Regions from separate parts of the Zea mays genome. Here region 2 is linked to region 1. A link is a contact called in public Hi-C data. All regions are on one chromosome and are shown on one strand. The core of a region is the stretch at or near the end of the contact, and the rest is flanking DNA. Distances in the headings are between cores, read along the strand shown.

Region 1 (4,096 bases), core at 1,449-3,948:
AGTGTCTAACAGCTAGCACTCGGCAAAGTTGCCTTTGCCGAGCGTCATCTTTAGACACTCGGCAAAGTATATTTTTATTTTTTTGATTTTGTCTACCAAACTTTTTGTGGTATGTTCCTACACTATATACACCTACATGTATCATTTGTGGACAATTATAACATAGTTTCAATCGTTAGTAGATTTAGTTCGTTTATTTGAATTTCTTCGGAAAATTCAAATTTGAACTGCAGGTCACTCGAAACTTGGACAACCGTACATGCAAAAATGATATTCATGTTACTTAGCATAAGTTACGACCGATTGCAGGTGCAGACCGGAAACTTCGAACAACATGCTCACTAAACATGGCCGTGAACTTGGCATCCACATGTTTAAAAATTGTATAAAACCCAAACAAAGTCAGAAAATCATGAAACTTGCCCACGTGTCATGATATCATATGTACAGGCTGTGATAAAAATTTTAGAATGTTTGGAGAAAGTTGTGAGACACTATGTATAGAAACCTAGAGGACTACACATGAAATCAAAGAGTTTCAATGTGGATCTCTTATGTTTCTACACATAGTGTCTCACAACTTTCTCCAAACATTCTAAAATTTTTATCACAGCCTGTACATATGATATCATGACATGTGGACAAGTTTCATGATTTTCTGACTTTGTTTGGGTTTTATACAATTTTTAAACATGTGGATGCCAAGTTCACGGCCATGTTTAGTGAGCATGTTGCTCGAAGTTTCCGGTCCGCACCTGCAATCGGTCGTAACTTATGCTAAGTAACATGAATATCATTTTTGCATGTACGGTTGTCCAAGTTTCGAGTGACCTGCAGTTCAAATTTGAATTTTCCGAAGAAATTCAAATAAACGAACTAAATCTACTAACAATTGAAACTATGTTATAATTGTCCACAAATGATACATGTAGGTCTACATAGTGTAGGAACATACCACAAAAAGTTTGGGAGACAAAATCAAAAAAATAAAAATATACTTTGCCGAGTGTCTAAAGATGACACTCGGCAAAGGCAGCTTTGCCGAGTGCTAGCTGTTAGACACTCGGCAAAGAAGCCTCTTTGCCGAGTGCCAGACTTTGGCTCTCGGCAAAGACTGACGGCCGTCAGCTTTGGGACGGCCGTTGACGGCCCTTTGCCGAGAGCCCTCTTTGCCGAGCGTTGGACACTCGGCAAACTTGTCGTTGCCGAGTGTCGTACTGTGCCGAGTGTTCAGCACTCGGTAAAGGGGCTCTGTGCCGAGAGCCTAACTTTACCGAGTGCGGCACTCGGCAAAGCCGTCTTTGCCGAGTGCCCGACAAAATGCACTCGGCAAAGAATGCAACACTCGGCAAAGCCTCGGATTCCGGTAGTGTATGCTTTTATCTTTATGAACTTGTGAATATTTAAATATTATTACAAACTTTATGACTTGTGTGAATTTTTAAGTCAACTGAGGTTACATGTTACGATTTTTACCGGTGTATTTTATATCCCGACCGTAACCGATGTGTTTTTTGTATCGAACTTTCGTTTTCGATGTTTCTGAATTACCGCTGTCGTTTCCGTTTCCTGAGTTATCGTTTTCGATTTTATTTCCGAAAGAAAAATATGAAAATGGAAATGATTTTAGTGTTTACCGACCGTTTTCACCCCTTAGTAATGTCATCAATCCTACAAAAGAAATGTTATGGAAAATATGTGGACTGAATGCTTAGATAGAGATTCATATTGGAATTGTCTACAAGAAAGAAGACATAACAAGGAATTGACAAAGACGATGTCATTCATTAGCGTATATGGCATAATTTATTTAATCTAAACTCTAACTACTACGACTAGACTAGATGAAGAAGAGTCTCACTCCTCAACATCGGCGAGGCAGCCACAGAAAAGAGGAGATGGGCATACCGAATACGCCATACCATGCATATATGTTGGTGTGCTAGAGAGGGCTGATATCAAATTGTGAGTTATGATCCTCTAATGAGTTTATTGCGGCACATTAAAAGTGAGTTTTATTTATTTATTAGGAATTTAAATTGGTGCTGAAACCTGAATTGGAACCAGCGTTTAATTTCTCGCTCCGAAATCACCGAAACTAGGTCATTTTTTTTGTTTTCGCTACTAAGCGAAAAAGGAATTTTGGACCGGTTTAAACTAGATTCCGATTCAAAGTATAAAATTACAAGAGTCAAATTTTGGTTAACAAAACGAAATTCGGTTTACCCTAAACGAAATTGTGAACACTGATTGGAACAGATGAAAGTTGAGCAATAATACTAGCACCCAAGCCAAAGCGAAACTCCAAAACTGCGGAGGGCGTGTGAGCCTAGCAATTTCGCTGTTTGTCGATCTTCCTGCAGCTCTCCTCATTGTCCAAATTTTAAGCAAAGCACACACACACCCACATCACCATCACCATCATGTCCTCTCTCTCCTGCACCCTCCTCCCGCCTCGCTGCTCTCTCTCTCGTCTTCCTTCATCGTTCCTCACCTCACTCCATACAACGCTCGAACACATCATCATCATCAAATATATATACACACACTCAGGTCCATTTCCTCGTTATCTTCTCGACACCTACACACCGCTCTGCTTTCAGCCAGATCGATCGCCACATGCACATTCCCTAGCGGCACTAGCTATATCTCTGCAGCTAGCTAGCTATCTAGCTGGGTAATAACTAACGTGTACGTCGTACCCAGCTATAGGACGGCAATGAGGAAACCGGAGTGCCCAGCGGCGAACAGCAGCAATGCGGGGGCGGCGGCCGCGAAGCTGCGGAAGGGGCTGTGGTCGCCGGAGGAGGACGAGAGGCTGGTGGCGTACATGCTGCGGAGTGGACAGGGTTCTTGGAGCGATGTGGCCCGGAACGCCGGGTTGCAGCGGTGCGGCAAGAGCTGCCGCCTCCGGTGGATCAACTACCTCCGGCCGGACCTCAAGCGCGGCGCCTTCTCGCCGCAGGAGGAGGAGCTCATCGTCAGCCTCCACGCCATCCTGGGAAACAGGTAGCTATACGCGAGCATACACGTACCTGCAGTATATATATGGAGAGTTTTAATTTATGGGTGTTGATGATTATCTCGCTTCGCAAGCACACTTTTATTATTTCGCAGTCAATTTTTAAAACTTATTTTGTTCTTTGTTGATCAAAAAACTTATTTGCTATTTTGAATTGGCTAGCCTAGAGATCTCCTACATATGTAGTTGCATTGTTCACATTCAGATTTCCTACATAGATGAAGTTTTCACTCGCCCTCAGAAAATTGGCACGCGCCTGTGAAGTAGAAAATTTTCAACGAGTGACGAGATAGCTTTATAAGTATAATTATTGCATGTCACTATAATGTGTCTGGCCAAAATACGGGCCTCTATCATCCTTACAATGAGTGACACATACGTTAACGTTGTGACTCACGTAGGAAGATCAATTAGTTGCAATTCACTGTGATCGCTAGGTTTTATGTTTTTCTTAATGTCAAAGATTTTTTTTAAAGACAAAAATCCAGGGAAATTCCCCCAAGCAGAGGTAAAAGGGATAAAAGAATATAATATAATATACCGAAACAAAAATTACTAACGACTATAAGGTGCAATGTTTAGCTAGGTTATAGGAGCGAGGAACTATTTATTTGGTTTCTGTTCTAGGTGTTGATAAATGCATGTTTTTACGTAGGTAGATCCCATACTTAACATCATTATATTAGCATGAATATTTACCTAAAAGCTAGCTAGTAATTAATATATCGGTGACCTAACTAATATATGTCAATAGTGCATATATGTGTACATGTACGTAGTACATCATTTTTCAATAATAATATTCCATATATATGTGCATGATTTATTTTTTGGGTGGTGTTTGATGTTATTTCCCATGAAATGAATAAATTTCGTCCATGAGGCTGATAAAACCTAGATAGAGGCTAAAAGTCGCTCAAAAGGACACCGATCGAGCTCGAGCGATACTGCCCGTTAATTCCTTTACTGAGCATCATGCATGCATTTTTCGGTTATATGCATATCAAAACATATAGCTAGCTGCGTGATGTTGACGCGCAATTTATGTATGTATGTAAAAAATGGACGTACGTA
Region 2 (4,244 bases), core at 1,634-4,133, 610 kb after region 1:
TGATGCACCTGAAGATCTTTTTCAGTCTACTGTACAATGGGAAACCCCATTCAGAGTACCTGACAGAGCACTTTGCAGAGCTTTGATCTCTGATTTCTATATGGCAACTTATTAATCCTTCTATAACAAAGTTGTTGTCCTATACTCCCACTTTAACTTTTTTATAGCATCCACAATCAAATAATCATTGAATCATACTCAAATCTGATCCCAAAGTTCAGCTGACTTCACTGTTAGTCAATATTCAGTTTCTGGGTTGTCTGACAGCCAGACTTCAGATCCATATCTCCAAATTTTGTATGTCACCAATGCTTAACCCCTTAAACAAAGTTGTACTCCTATCATAGCTCTACAAATTTGATGTGTTGACCTAGGGCAAAATCTTGAAGAATTTAGAGATATAGAGCTCCAAAGTTGACCTCATTCCACTGAAATTTAGACTTCACCATATATTGTTCATGGGGTACTTTTTGCAAATAAGTCCAAACTTCATCATACAACTTGGAAATTCTCCAATGTGAAAGTTACTTAGTTTGTGCTGTTCTATCACTTGGTTATTTGCACTTTGGTCCAAAAGTACATAGATTTTGCATTTACCCCCTGAGGGTTCCAATTAGGCTTTTCTAGGGTTTGTTTTTAGGGTTTGGGCACATTAGGGTTTTGTACCACTAAAGTTCATCATATTTGATACCTTGTGAACATTTCTCATGGCTTATGAGATTTTTGCTCATTTTGGCCTCACTTTAATCCATAGGCCCTAATTCCAGGGTTAAGTATCCTACCCTAGGGTTAATCACACATCAAATCTTATCATCACAACTTGTTTGAAAATTTTACCTAGTGAATGCATTCTAGGTGTAACAACCACATGAAATGTCAATGCACATGATGTTATGCTCAAGTTTTAGTGCCAGTAACACTAGGGGTGTTACAGTAAGGCACCTTTTTCCACCATACAGTTGCAAAAAAAGTTTGAAAATTAATAATTTAAAATAATATATCACCTTTTAAATCATAATTGATGTTTCTCTGATGTCGAGGGCATTCTATTCGCACGAGAAGGTATTTTAATACTGGTGGAGGATGAAAATTTACAGTGTATGCTAGAAAAATTGTGATGTCAAGTCCCAAATAATCACCTATATTGAAGGTATACATATACAATATTTGTGTCAAGTCGTATAGAACAGCGCACAACATTAGGCTATTCCTTGCGAAAAAATGAAGTCCTTGGAAAATTTAGCGAAAATATATGGAAGCGCTCTCCAATGTTTGTTAGAGATCGTAAGGCACATGTTTGTTATGATATATTCGGAAAAAAGTTGTACAACAAAGAATTTAAAACAATAGATCACTTTAAAACTAAAAATAGTGTTTTTATGATATTGAGGGCATTGTATTGGCACAAGAGGATATTAGAGTACAACTAGTGGATGGAAACATTATTGGACAAGCAAATGACCTTTTGTGGTACCAAATTTCCAATAATTCTCACTATTCAAGGCATACCTAGACGATGTTTATGTCCTCTAAAGTAAAATGCCACACATCATTATGTCACATCGTTTCTTAAAAATAAAGACCATGGAAAATTTAACCAAATTATGTGAGAGAACTATCAAAGCATAAGGTAAGGTTGTAATTTATCTTTTTGCCACCATACGATTGCAAAACAAAGTTCGAATATACAGAATTCCAAACAATATATCACCTTTTAAACCACAAATGACGTTTCTCCGATGTCGAGTGCATGTTATTCGTACGAGAGGGTGTTATTACTGGTGGAGGATGAAAAAGTTACAGGGTATGCTAAAGATTTTTTGTGATATCAAGTCACAAATAATCCTATGCTGAAGGTATACATATACAATGTTTATGTCAAGTCGGGTAGAACAGTGCACAATGTTTTGTCATCCCTTGCAAAAAAAATGAATCCCTTGCAAAATTTATCATAAATGTATGGATGAACTCTGCAATGTTTGTTAAAGATCGTAAGGCAAATGTTTATCATGATATATTTGGAAAAAAAAATTGTACAACAAAGAATCTAAAACTAAAAATAGTATTTCTTTGACATTGAGGGCATTGTATTCGCACGAGAGAAATTATAGTATAACTATTTGATGGATACATTATTGGGCGAGCTAATGACCTTTTGTGATAAGTTTTTAATAATTCTCTCAATTCAAGACGTATCTAGACTATGTTTGTATCTATTCAAGTAAAACAACAAAAATCATTATGCCACATTGTTTAAAAAAATAAAGACAATAAAAATTTTAGTCAAATTGCATGAGAGAACTATCCAAAGATATATTAAATTTGTAAGATACCTTTTTGCAACCGTACAGTTAAAAAGTTAAAATGTAAAATAATAATAATAATAAATTATTTAAATGATAAATGATGCTTATCTAATGTTAAGAGTATTTTATTCGTATGAGAGAGTAATGCACGTCACCTGTTATGCCTCCTACGCTGGACCCGGCTTAGGCCCTGTTTGGTTTGGTATGACTAAAGTTTAGTGACTAAAGTTTGGTTATTTTTAGTCCATAAAGAATCAAACATGATGACTAAAATTAATGACTAAACTTTAGTTCTTTAGTCACCAAGGGATAACTAAAAGGGACTAAAGTAGTATTTTTACCTTATTTGCCCTCTTTACTTTCTTCTTATAGCAAACATTCATTAATTAATAATGGTAAAACAGTCATTATTCACAGCAATTAATGCTCTTTAGTCCGGTTTAGTCATTGAAAACAAACGGAACACTTTAGCGACTAAACTTTAGTCACTAAAATTTATAGTCTAATGACTAAAGGAACCAAACAGAACAGGTCATTAGTCCGAGGCTCCAAGCTGTGCCGACAAAGTGATGAATCACCCAAACAACCACACTGACATCTCATCTTGATCCATCCAGCTTTGCCTCGATCGCCGGCCGGTAGCCATGTCCCCCACGGAAGAAGCCGCTGGTGGTGGTGGCGACGACTATGACCGCTTGAGCGAGCTGAAGGCGTTCGACGACAGCAAGGCCGGCGTCAAGGGCCTCGTGGACGCTGGCGTCACGACCATCCCTGCCATCTTCCGCGGCCATCTCCTTCAGGAAGGGCCGAAGGTATCGTCCTCTAGCAGTAGCAGCAGTACTAGTCTTAGCATTATCCCGGTCATCGACCTCTCGGCGGCGGACGCAGTCGCACGGGAGGAGGTGGTCGCCCAGTTGAAGGCTGCAGCCGAGACGGTGGGGTTCTTCCAGCTGGTGAACCACGGCGTTCCCAGCGAGCTCCTGTGCGAGATGCTGCCGTCGGTGAGGCGGTTCAACGAGGAGCCCCACGAGGTGAAGCGGCCCTACTACACGCGGGACGCACGTCGCAAGGTGCGGTTCAACTCCAACTTCGATCTGTTCCAGTCGCCGGCGGCCAACTGGCGCGACACGCTCTTCTGCGAGGCAGCGCCGGAGCCGCCGCGGGCGGAGGAGCTGCCGGTCGCCGTCAGGCACGTGATGCTGGAGTACGGCGGCGCGGTGCGGGAGGTGGCGGCGCGCGTGCTGGGGCTGCTCTCGGAGGCCCTGGGGCTGAGCCCCGGGCACCTCGCAGGGATGGGGTGCGCGGAGGGCCTCAGCCTGGTGTGCAACTACTACCCGCCGTGCCCGGAACCGGACCTCACCCTGGGCTGCAGCAGGCACTCGGACCCCAGCTTCCTGACCGTGCTGCTGCAGGACTCGCATGCGCAGGGCGGCCTGCAGGCGCTCCTCGCATCCAGGTGGCTGGACGTGCCTCCGGTGGCCGGCGCGCTCCTGGTGAACGTCGGAGACCTTCTCCAGCTGGTCAGCAACGGGCGGTTCAAGAGCGTGGAGCACCGGGTGGTGGCTAACCGGAGCAGGGACACGGCGAGAGTGTCAGTGGCGTGCTTCTGCAACGCGGACATCGCGAGATCCACGAGGCTGTATGGACCCATCGCGGAGCTCATCGCCGCGGACGACAGCGACGGCGCGGGAAGGGCGCTGTACAGGAACGTGACGGTCCCGGAGTTCCTAGCGCACTACGACAAGAAAGGCCTCGACGGTCGCCCGGCGCTCCACCGCTTCCAGCTGCTTCAATAATTTTACATCACATCAGTCCTGACTCTGGTGATATCATGTCAGTATGTCACTGTGGGCTACTCCGGTACTCTAATACAGTTATGGATGGATCAGATCAATACTAATCTCTGGTAATTTTTTTTAAGGATCTAGAGGAGTCGAA

The links. A called contact is a pair of places that touch in the nucleus more often than the background predicts.
Region 2: a contact with region 1 is called in a Hi-C map of tassel, with 4 times the contacts expected there. The contact joins the promoter of LOC100192706 here to the promoter of LOC100857076 in region 1. A contact is called at or near these places in 2 of 25 Hi-C or Micro-C datasets (ear and tassel).

Annotation. Positions count from the first base shown.
Region 1 is chr10:29,056,722-29,060,817 of Zm-B73-REFERENCE-NAM-5.0, forward strand. LOC100857076 reads left to right here and starts at 2,699. Exons shown (of 2, transcript NM_001254930.1): 1 at 2,699-3,009. The coding sequence starts at 2,720.
Region 2 is chr10:29,667,257-29,671,500 of Zm-B73-REFERENCE-NAM-5.0, forward strand. It overlaps LOC100192706, which reads left to right and starts at 2,884. Exons shown (of 1, transcript NM_001348751.1): 1 at 2,884-4,228. The coding sequence starts at 2,951. The coding sequence ends at 4,102.